2 separate regions of the Mus musculus genome follow, and region 1 is linked to region 2. The links are chromatin contacts, called in public Micro-C maps. All regions are on one chromosome and are shown on one strand. Each heading gives the region's core, a stretch centred on a gene start, on an enhancer-like site or on the middle of the called end of the contact. The rest is flanking DNA. Distances are from core to core; before and after follow the strand shown. Region 1 holds the start of Kantr (Kdm5c adjacent non-coding transcript). Region 2 holds the start of Shroom2 (shroom family member 2).

Region 1 (6,179 bases), core at 1,438-3,937, 440 kb after region 2:
TGTCAGGCTCTAGCAGAGCCTCTCAGGGGACAGCTATACCAGGCTCCTGTCAGCAAGCATGAAGCTAGTCTTTGAAGTCTAGTCTTGCATCATATTCTCCCCACAAGTCAAATCCACCACACTTCATTATGGCATTTGAGGCTCTTCTTTAGCCACCTTACCCCCAAAAGGACCCTGGTCTTGTGGGACACACTTAAATGCCCATTTTGGGTCTAACACAGTTGGCCAAAGTGCTCATGCTCTGAGATGAAGTATGGAACAAGAGAAAGTTCTTCACCCAGAGTGGCATCTTGTTACCAGTACCCTCCTTTCTCAGCCTGGATCTTCAAAAGGAAGGTTAGAATGTTGTTTTGTTTTGTTTTGATAAGATGTAGCTACTTTTAAAAAGATTTATTTTATTTATTATATGTAAGTACATTGTAGCTGTCTTCAGACACCCCAGAAGAGAGCATCAGATCTCATTACAGATGGTTGTAAGCCACCATGTGGTTGCTGGGATTTGAACTCCTGACCTTCAGAAGAGCAGTCAGTGCTCTTAACCATTGGGCCATCTCTCTAGCCCAGTTAGAATGTTTTCAAAGTCAAACCTAGCTCTAAAATATAGCATATAGCAAGCATCAGAAAACATGAGCATTATTACCTAGGACTATAAACAGAAACCAGGAGGATGAATAATGATGGGCCCCATGCTCCCCAGGGCTTCTTCTCACATTGAAACTACTTGTTTTGGTGGACTTTTCATTTTACAGCCCTGTGCAAGAAAGGGCCCTGCTACTAGGTGTGAGGGTCCCAAGATCTTCCGGTGTCATGAAAGTGCCATTTACTTTTGAAGACAGAATCAGATTGTCAGGGACAAAACTAGATTCAGGTGACAAGACAAAACAACAACAACAACAACAAAGACCCCAACCAAAAACAAAACAAAAACAGCATTTGTTCTTGCAAGTATTTGTTAATACACATTTCATTGAGTACCAACTACGTGCCTCATACTAGACTAATAGGAATACAGCAAGTAAACAAAAGAAAATATGTCTCTGTCCTGTTGGAGCTACTAGATCAAGTTTAACTTTGTTTTGTTTTAGCACTTTATTGTAGAAAGACAGGGAGAAAGGAGAGAAGGTAGAAGGAGAGAGGAACCGGCCATGGCCACGTGGAGAGAGGGGGGAAGGGAAAGGGAAAAGGAGGGCTAGAGAGTAAGAAAGGGAAAAGCTTAAAGAGCCAATTTCAATTTCTGTGTCATTGATTTCTTTTGTGACCTAGAACTCTTCTCACAAAAAAAAAAAAATCCTTTAAAATTGGAAAAATCACATCTAGAATTTAGAAAGCCAACTATTGAAATATTAAAATAGAAAAATGTGCTAGAGTCATATATGTATTGCTCATCAATCCATTAAATCATAGGATGCTTTGGTTTAAAGACTACAATGATTATCGTGATTTTAGATTTATTTTACTTTTATTTATATGTGTATTTGTTCCTGTGCATGCACTCATGTGTGCTATGCAAAGGTGTCTTCATAGCAGATGAAGATATCTGGTACCCTGGAGGAGGAGTTACAGGCAACTGACATTCATGCTGGCAACTAACCTCCAGTCTTCTACCAGAGCAGCAAGCACTTGTAACCATGGAGTTATCTCTCCGGCTCCCTCTTATCATGATTTTAAAGCACTAATTATATATTTCAGAGATTACATATTTGAAAGAGCTGCAAATTTATACTGTGATGGACAAATCTCTCTGATTGCTACTGGTAACAGTCACCAATATTACGTCCTTTATTGAAAACATGCTAAATTTCCTAAACAGAGAGGGGAAACAAAGATGTAAATTCATTCCCATCCAAGTTATTCCTCTCTGCCCCAAGCTGCACCCACAGGCTCTCCTGGAGGATCTGTGCTACTCAAATTTAAGATTTGTTAATAGAATGGTCCTTCCTGTCTTCCCTTCCTTTAGAAGACAAGAGAGATGGATTTTATTCGAAATAATTGTTGCACAGTTTCAGACCACTAAGTTTGCCTCGTTGGAAGGCAGCTGTGCTCACCATCGTACTACCAATGCCTCATCGAGTCTGCCTCTTTAGGCCATAGCTTCTTTTATGTGAAGACTGACCACACCTAATTAAAAAATGAAATAAAATCTGTCGGGTATAAATGGCTCACACCTTTAGTCCCAGCACTCAGGAGGCAAAGGCAGGCCTGGTTTACAGGGCGAGTCAGCCAGGGCTACTAAGTAGGATCACCTTATTCTCCATGGATGGAATTAGGAACAATGCTTACAGGGAAAGCGAGAAACCTAGCTCAGAAACTCCTACAAGTGGGTGTGGAGCTATAGGAAACTGGAAGTACATTCGCAGTGTCTCTAAGCAAAACGGTGTAAAGGCAGTGTGGCTACAGAAAGAAAGAAGACATCACGAAAGTAATAATTCTATTCAGTGATTTGTGCTTAGCCTGGTTTAGGGTTTCCTGCGTTTTAACAAACAACCCCCGAAGGCCCAGTCCTCTAGACCTGCAAAAGGACTGAGCAGTAATCCTTTCCTGACCAGTGTTGTTAACGGAAGGGCTGGCACATAAGCCAATCACACCCTCGAGAGGGTGGAGTTTTCGTAGGTGCTTCCAATTCCAACCAATCTCAGGGAAGGCAGGAGGGCAATCCTCCAATGGGAGCTGAGGAGCCCGTGGTAAGTGGTGGAGCATCGCTATCCTGCCAGGGTTCGGTGGAGCATTGCGTGAAGCGTCTGCGTGTCTGCGAGATCTTGCTGTGGGCCAGGTATCCATTCTCCTGCGGCAGCTTAGACCCTACGGAGACTAGAGGTATCCCAAGAGAAGCAGTAAAGATGGGGTGGTGGGTTAGAAAACGGCGGGAGGGGAGAGAACGGCCCAGAACGCGTGTGGGGAGGGACCTGGCGCGCTTTTACCTGGGCGGCCTTTCGACTCTAGGTCCGTGGGTGGTGGAGGATCCTTTGCGTAGCAAAAAAAGAAGGCGAGTGCCCCTGCATCCTCTCCAGACGGTACCCAGGTGAGTATTACCCTCTTGAACCCACCACCCGTGCCCACCCTCTGGGAGCCTCCCAATCCCGGTCTCTGGGGAAAAGATTTCGTGCAGGTCTGCTGCTCACGTGATTGTTTGTGTTCTAGTCTTGACTCCATATCTGCCTCTACCCAACATTTTCTCTCTCTGAGACGTACTAAGATATCCCAGACTCAGGAGGCCTAATCCTTACCTGACCCCTTGAAACCAGCTATGAAATTTTAAACTATCCGTTTTATTCATTTGGGTCTTGGTTTCATCATCTGCCAAATGGGGGTCTGTCTCTACCTGAGCCAATGCGCATGCTTGGTCCCTAAAATTTTTTTCAATAAATAATTATGATTGTGATTGAAAGAATATTGATTCTCTTAGTCTCTGACTTTTTTTCACCCTTGTCTGTCTCTGACCCTCTCCCCACTGGACCTTTTTTTGAATGCTACTGTCCTCTCATTTTCCACACTGAACCTAACTCTTTCCTATCCCTAATGTGGTTGGAGGTACAATATATATAACAATGAGAGTGGCCCAAAGGTAGGGCACAAAACTGGAGCCTGGTCTTGAGCTACTTGTAAGTCTCATTGAGGAGTCTCTGTTTCTTGGCCTTCTCTGTTAAACAGGTAGAAACACCAAGGATGGGGAGAAATTTATATTAAGCTACTTTTCAGCCAGCTTTGATGGTGGTGCATGACTACATTCACAGCATTCAGGAGGATTGCCACAAGTTCAAGATCAGCCTCAGCTACATAATGAGTCCAAAGTAAACCTGGGTTACAATGTAAAACACTGTCTTGCCCCCCCCCAACCCCACCAAAACATTTTTATTTTGTTGGTTTTTTTTTCAAGAAAGGGTTTTGCTGTGTAACAGCCCTAGCTGTCTTAGAAATCACTCTGTAGCCCAGGATAGCCTTGAACTCACAGAGAACAGCTTGCCTTTGCCTTCTGAGTGCTGGGATTAAAGACATGCACCACCACCAGGGCTACAAAACAGTTTAATAGCCATTATGTAATGTTGGTCACCACAGATAGTCCAAGGATCTTCTAATTATATCCCCTTGTAGGCCTGAGCATCTTTTCTGTCCTTATCTAGGAGTTCTTCTAGATCAGACATTTTGAAACTCCCTGTCAAGTATCACAACTCTCTTCCCATTCCTATGCTAATTTTTCCATATTCTTGCTATACCTTTGTCATTCTGACAACTATAGACCCAATAGTCTATTTTAATAATGTGTAGTTTGCCTCCTTCACTATTTTTTAATGAAGAGCATAAAAAGTAGACTCTGCATACACAATCCTCCCACAGCTTATAATGACATTTTAATTGTAATATAATAGAGAAATTTTTTTGTTTGTTTTTCAAGGCAGGGTTTCTCTACGTACAGCACTGGTTGTTCTGGAACTCACTTTGTAAACCAGGCTGGCCTCAAACTCTGCCTCCTGAGTGTTGGGGCTGAAGAACAATGTATAATAAAACAGTATGCACTTCAATACGTAAATGCTTTGATATAACTTCACTAAAAGAAATAATTTTACACATTATTTCATGTATCTGACTTGTACATGTGACAGCTACATGTGTATTGATTGAGTGGTGACTCAGAAACCATATATAGGATATAGTTCCTTTTCCATAAATGATGAGTAATTCTTCATAAAGTTCTAAACAAAAGAACGTGTATGTATATGTCTCTTTGTTTGGTTGCTAGATTTCTAAAAAAGCGAGTATAAATGAATATCCTTGTTTAGTAACTCCTCTAGCCTTATGTCCTACCACTCTGCCCTCCTACTCCATTTCACCTATAATAGCCTCCTTAAGGTTATTTCAATGTATTAGGCCTTCCCCTCCCTTTCAAATAAATACTCTTCCCCAGATTATCCACAGATCTCATTCCCTCACTTCAGGTTTCTGTTGTCATTTTCTTGTTGAGATCTACCATGAAGATCCTGCTTAACAACTCCATTCTAGTCTGAACACTAACCCAACTTTATTAGTTCCCATTGCATTCCATCTTCTTACATCGTACAGTTAGTTATGTGTTGCTTAACAATGGGAATATAACCTGAGGAAAATATCATTATGTAATTTTGTCATTGCGCAAAAATATAGAGTGCTTACTCAAACTAAGACCTTTGTGACATCACAGAGGATACAATTTTATGGGATGAACGTCATTTAAGCAGGCCATTGTTGACCATAACTTCATTATATAGTGTATGGCTGTATGTTATTTACTTCTATTGTATTTGTAGTTTGTTGTCTAATTATCCACTCAATTGTAAGCTCTAGAAAAGGGGACGGGTTTTTGTCTTTTTCTTTTTTTACTTACTGATGGGTCTGTAGTACCTAAAACACTTCTTGGTACTTGACAGGCTTTCTTTAAATGTTGGTCACGTGGATAAATTAGAAATGAATAAGCAGACTTCTTTAAACTTAAATAATGGTTTGGTGAGCCAATCTAAAGTTGTATGGATGTGGTACAATTCTTTGCTATGTGGTGCTGTCTGGTGTACTGCAGAACGTTGGGCATCTACCAGAGATAGTAGATGCCCACTAATGGCACTAAGGCTCTCCAATAATCATGCCAGTTAGAAATCCCCACCCCACCCCGAAACACTCTTTGACTTGAGCAGTGATCTGGCTTTCCACTGAACACTCTTGCCCACCCTTGTAGCCTTCTAATACTCCACTGTGTGAGGGGTGGGAGTAGGTATCCTTGATTCTAATTGCCCTTTCCACGTATTTTCTTTCTTTTCTTTTTAACCCTGTTTTTGTTTTCTGATTACTTTCAGTGCTGGGGAGTGAACTCATGTTCTCTCACATGCTAGGCAAGCACTCCACCACTGAGCTATATCCAAACCCTGTTTTCAGAAAGTTTTTTTAGTTTTATTTTTTTAGATTTATTCATTTTTTCATATGTATGAGTATTCAGCCGTTATGTATGTACATGCACTGTATGTGTGCCTGGTGCAGAAAAAAGTCAGAAGAGAGCACCGGGCCTCTGGATCTGGGGTTATGGATAGTTGGGAGTCACCACATAGGTGCTGGGAATTGAACCTAGGTCCTCTGAAAGAGCAACAGGTGCTTTCAGCCTCTGAGCCATCTCTACAGCCCTATGTTTTCATTTTTTGTTTGTTTTGTTTTTCAAGATA
Region 2 (5,936 bases), core at 2,114-4,613:
GGCAACATTTTCTTTCAGTGTTGGTGACTGACCCCGACATAATTCACTTGCTAGGAAAATACTAAGGTCCATTCCAGCTCCATTATTGACGTGTCTATAAAAAGATAAAGAGAGGAGAGATATGTTCTATGGAGGTTTGGTGAGGTATGGAGGAAGGGGATGTCTCAGCGGGCCCATGCCAAGGCATCCCTTCCCCCTGAGGGACCAGCCATACGACAGAATAGTATAGAATAGAGTTTATTCAGGGCATGGGGAGGGGAGTTAAGAAGGTAGTAGAGGCAGAGAAAGGCAGACAAAGAGAGTAGAGAAGTAGAGGAGTAGAGGCCAGTCATGAGCATGTGGAGAGAGAGGGGGGAGAAGGGAATGGGGAAGAAGGAGGGAAGGGAAGCAGAGAAAGAGCAAGAGAGAAACAAGAGACCAAGAGAGTGAGGCAGGGGCAAGCAGCCCCTTTTATAGTGAGTCAAGCATACCTGGCTGTTGCTAGGTAACTGTGGGGCGGAGCTTAGACAGAATGTTAACAATCATCACATTTTCATATAGATTAGTTATTGATTAAAGCATGAAAGTTGGTTATTTATCCATTCCTATGGACAAAGCAAATTATACATAATTACCTAGGATTTCACCTCTTTTCTCTCAAAGAAAATAAATGCCAGATTATGGAAATGAAACAGACACCTTTAGCTCTTGCATCCATGGATGTAGAGGCTTCTAGGTCATCACCAGCAGAATATGCTTGCCTTCTTGAGTAAAGAAGTTGAATACTCAACTCAAGGAGCAAGAAGCCAGGAACAAAATATATCTCTGCCTTCCCAAGGGAAACTGAATATATCAACTAATACATCGTAACTTTAGGAATCCCAGTCAGATTGTGTGTCCTAGGTGTGGTGAGGGGGAGGGGGAGATGCTACTACCAGAAGTGTACAAGTCTGATAAAACTAGAGTTTTATCAGAAAGTTATCAGAAAGTTTTTATGTTTTTATTTTCTGTGGGGCCAGAGAGATGGCTCAGCTACTAAGAGCACTGATTGCTCTTCCAAAGCACTGGCTAGAGGACTTGGGTTCAAATTCCAGCACCTACCAGCATATTCCATCTGTTTATACCTCTAGTCTTAGGGGGATTTGATATCTTCTTCTTCTGGCCTCCACATGCATCAGGAATACATGTGGTGCATAGACCTGCCTGCAAGCAAAACACTCATATCCAGACAATAAATAAATACAAATTTTAAGAACTTTATTGATTTGCATGTGTGTGTTGTGGTATTTGTGCATGCACACACATAGAATTTTGTGAGAGTGTTTCTTACCTTCTTCCACCATTAAATGGGTTCCAGGGGTTGAACTTACGTTGTCAGGCTTGAGTGACAAGCAATTGCTGGGCTAACTCACTGGCCCTGTCACCTCTTTCAAGATTTTGATATTTTCACAAGATACCCAAGAAATAGAAGTCTAGGTGTGATGAGAGCAAGGACAGGTGTGGTCAACTTCGATACCACCACAAAACTTGGATGGATGGTCTACAGAGCAAGTTTGGACAGCCAAAGTTACACAGAAAAATCCTTTCTCAAAAAAAGAACCCCCCCCCAAAAAAAACAACAAAACAAGTAAACAAAAAAAACCCCACTAGCAACAAGAAATAATAGAAAGAAAAAGAAAACAAACAAACAAACAAAAAAGTAACCAAGACACTCTGTCTCTGTTGTGTGATGCATCTGGTCTGTTTGAACAAACTGACTAGAGTTGAGCTTCCCTATTCAGGCTTCACAGCAGCCAAGCCTAAAGGTGTTCTTGGTCCAGTGTTCTCTTGGTTGTCCTTGCTTTCACCTCCCAGTGCTATCAGGTGCTAAAAGTATTAGGATGGAACTGTTTGGGGAAACAGGAACCGCCTCCAGCTACAATACAAACATTAATGGAAAAAAAAAACTTTTCCCCTCTGTAAAACGTGTAAACTCCTATCAGTGTATACATTTCTAAGGTGGGCTCGTTTCATGGAAATGGAAAAGCAGCAAAGTATGAATAGGCATGGTGACTCATACCTGGAATCACAGCACTTGGGGAGATGCAGGCAGGAGAATAGAAAGGAATTCAGTCATCTGTGGCTACACAGATTTTGAGATAATTTCTAAAACTAATAAAATAAAAACGTAAAGAGTGGCAAACTTTCATTAACTTCAAACAGATAGTTCCTCCTTTTTAGAGATATAAACGCAGAACACATTTTAAGAACTTGTGGCAAGGGGTTGTAGCTCAGCTGGGTTTGGTTCCCAGCACCCACACGGTGAAGCACTCACAGGGGGTCTGATGTCTGCCCTTTTTTGGCTTCTTGTCTGGCACACACAGGCTGCTCAGACATACATGAGGGCAACTGCCTCCCAACTTGAGGTACAATTTTATGAACATAAAGGGTAGGAATTGGATGGAAGAAAGGCCTATTAAATTGTGACAAAAGTGCCAGCTGGGTGGATGGCATTTATTATGTTTGCCTGCTGGTACTACAGAAAGGAATTTGCAAGAATGAGAAGGCCCTCAACAGATCAGGTCCAGAGTCCCTTTGCTGCAAGGAATTGCCCGCAGCATTAACCTCAGGGCCAGAGTTTTGGGATGTGCCTGCGAGTGGCCCGGGGTCAGGCATTCTGGTGTGCTAATGGTTTTCGGAACAGCTTTTCCAGAGTCTTGGCGCTGGAGCAAAGGTGCGGCCATACAGGACAGCGGGAATGCCAGAGCTTCACCTGTGCACTTGCGGTTCACTGGCTCAAAGGAGGAGGCGCTGGGTCGATTCCGCTCCCAGTTGGAAGGGGCTGGCCTGCAGCTACTCGGTTCCCGATCGCCTCCAGGTCCCGCCTAGTCCGGTTTGGACACTTCCGCCACCTCACCTGTTGCAAGGGCTTTCCCCGGTGGCGCCCAACCCTCCCCGAGCCCATCGGCGCCTCTAGAGCTGGGCGGGAGGGACCGTGCGTGCGACCTCACGCCTGACCAGGTCCAGTTCGGGCAGGTTTCGCTGGTCTCGGAGAGCGCGCCTTAACCCCTAGCGGCTGAGCGCACTAGAGAAACCCCTTTGGACCTCTAGCGCAGTCAGTGCGAAAACCCCGTGTGCGCGCCCCCGGGAGCCGGCCCCTCCCTCTCCCCTGCCCATGCTGAAGAGGAGCGCGCCTGCTCCGCCCCCTCCCCGTTCCCCTCCCCGCGCCCTTTTCCGCGCTCCCTCCTGGTCCGGCCCGCGTAGCGCTTTCCAAGTTGCAAAGCAAGTTCAGCGGTGGCCGGCGGCTACTGTAGTGGCGGCGGCGGCCCAGCCGCCTGGAGGCTCCTAGGTGGTGGGCCGGTTCGTGCTTCCCGGAGTGCATGGGCGTGGGCATTAGCGGGTGGAAGGGCTGAGTGTGGAGGGGCTGAGCGCCCCGCGTCATGGAGGGCGCCGAGCCCCGTGCACGGCCCGAGCGCCTGGCCGAAGCTGAGGCGCCGGCGACCGACGGCGTCCGCCTGGTGGAGGTGCAGCTGAGCGGCGGCGCCCCTTGGGGCTTCACCTTGAAGGGCGGCCGCGAGCATGGCGAGCCTCTGGTCATCACCAAGGTAAGGCTACCCCGGGGTCTGCCCCGTGACAGTCCTGAGATAGTCCGGACCCAGAAGGCTGGTCGGGGTTTCAGGGCGCTGGATGGGACGTCCGGTTCGCGGCCTCGTTTTCTGGGACGCGTCTGTTGGGAGTCACCTGTGGGTGCTGGGTTCTGTTCAGCCATAGGTGTGTGGTTCCGGCTCCATCCTAGCCGCCCTCGGGCGGCTCCCAACATTGCTGGTAGTTTCAATGGCTCCTGTTCCGGGTCTCCTTCCCCTCCCCCTCTGGGAAAGGGCCTGGCAGTCCCCTGTAACTCCTGGCCTGTCCAGCGGTGGACCTACACCTGCGAGGCTGCCATGAAATGAAGGGAAAAAAAATTCCCAGGAACCAGGGAGTGGGTACAGCTTTCCCAACTTTTGTTTGCTTGTTTAGGGCCCCTGGTTGTCACCCTTTTGATCTGTACCGGTTTTCAGTCTGAAACTCCCTACTAGAAGCTGCTGCCAGGCAGTTTCACGATTCCCAGGAGCTCATCAATATTTGCTGACTTTCGGCTTCCTGTCCTACATCCACGCGCTCTGGATATCTACCAACACTTAATGAAACTTTTTCAGAGTGCTTTTAAAGTAGAATTTGAGTTCTGATAGTAAGAAAAGAGATCTTACTTGGAATTAACGCGTGTGAGTGTGTGTGTAGGTTGCTTTAGAATTGGTATTCTCTTAAAATGCAATCTATCCTGATACTTACCAACTAAACATGTATAAACTTGTATAAATAAACAACAAGCCAATCTCTCAGGTGTTCTGGTTAAAAGAAACTAGGGCCCTGTTCTCTAAGCAGAGTTGAGTCTTACCAGTCCTAAGGACAAAGTCTCCTTTAAAATGCAAATATTCCTGGCTCCTTAGAGGTGTTTGAAGGTGTGAAAATGACTTACAAATTTCCTTATCTTCCCACCCGGATTAAAAGCGTGAAGAATTAGGTGGCTCCACTGGTCTTGACTTTGAAAAGTGGTGTGGTGTTGGCGGCATTCAAACAGCAAAAGACCTCAAATCGATCAATCACCCCTCACCCTGTTACAAAATTAGCCACCATGTAATCTTTTATATCAAAGTGGATTCTTTTTTGTTTGATTGTGCCATTCCAGGGAATCCAAGCCCCAGGGCATTCCACATGCGAGGAAAGTTCTGTACCACTGAGCTTTATACCAAGTCCGAGTCTGATACACTCACTCCCCTTTTTTCTTTTCAGTGCTAGGATTGAAGTCGGCCTTGGCAGTACTAGGCAAGTACTCTTCTCTCACTGAGCTATCTACAGCCCTTATTTTTATTTTTATTTTTATTTTTATTTTTATTTTTGAGACAATGGCTCACTAAGTTTCACTAGCTTGCCTTAAAGTTGCAGCCCCCCCCCCCCAGCCACCCGAGTGCTAGTATTACAGGGCTGTACTACCACAGAGAATCTCATCTGTGGCTCTAAACAAATACTTACTGGTGTTTCTTGTGCATTGTGTTTTGCCTGCATATATATGTCTGTGTGACGGTGTCAGATCCCCTGGAACTGGAGTTGCAGACAGTTCTGCACTGCCGCATGGATGAGTGCTAGGAATTGAACCTGGGTCCTCTAGAAGAGCAGCCAATGTTCCTCTGTGCCTTTTAATAAAGGTTTTCGAGGTCATTTCTGATGTAGTTAAAAATGTATCAGGTACATCTCTCAGTTCTTTCACGCTTCACTTTTTTTTTCAGCTGTTGTTTGTGTTGTTTGTTTCTTCTTTTTCCTCCTCTGAGGCACTCTTTTGATATTTTATATATATATATATATATACCCGGCTAAAATTTTAGGATTTTTAAAACAGTATGTGTGTATATATATATATATATATATATATATATATATATATATATATATATACATGCATATATGTGTGTGTGTGTGTCTCCTCTGCAACAAGTATTCTTAAGCACTGAGCCATCTCTCTAGGCCCTAGCATTTGGGCTTTCACTGTATAAGAAAGGTGGAGGTTAGCCGGGCATGGTGGCACATGCCTTTAATCCCAGCACTTGGGAGGCAGAGGCAGGCGGATTTCTGAGTTCGAGGCCAGCCTGGTGTACAGAGTGACTTCCAGGACAGCCAGGGCTATACAGAGAAGCCCTGTCTCGAAAAACCAACCAACCAACCAAACAAACAAACAAAACAAAAACGAAAGTTGGAGGTTATTTTAAATGGAAAGATTTGCTAGAGGGATTTTTGTGCTCTTTTATATCAGATAGTCCTGGCTCGCTCTCAGCTTTTTAGAAATGGAAGTAGGTGCTGGTCAAACTCAGCCATGCTAAGCTGAACTACTGAGCTATATTCTCACCTATGCATAATTTTCACATTTCATTATAACTGAAAATTTA

What was found. A called contact is a pair of places that touch in the nucleus more often than the background predicts.
Region 1: a Micro-C map of embryonic stem cells shows a contact between it and region 2, with 3 times the contacts expected there. The contact joins the promoter of Kantr here to the promoter of Shroom2 in region 2. A contact is called at or near these places in 1 of 484 Hi-C or Micro-C datasets (embryonic stem cells) and 3 of 115 datasets of contacts at active chromatin or transcription factors (astrocytes, stem cell-derived epiblast-like cells and stem cell-derived neural progenitor cells).

The regions. Positions count from the first base shown.
Region 1 is chrX:152,324,001-152,330,179 of GRCm38.p6, reverse strand. Kantr (Kdm5c adjacent non-coding transcript) reads left to right here and starts at 2,687. Exons shown (of 3, transcript NR_040270.2): 1 at 2,687-2,770; 2 at 2,941-3,019.
Region 2 is chrX:152,766,913-152,772,848 of GRCm38.p6, reverse strand. Shroom2 (shroom family member 2) reads left to right here and starts at 3,363. Exons shown (of 10, transcript NM_001290684.1): 1 at 3,363-3,563. The coding sequence starts at 3,399.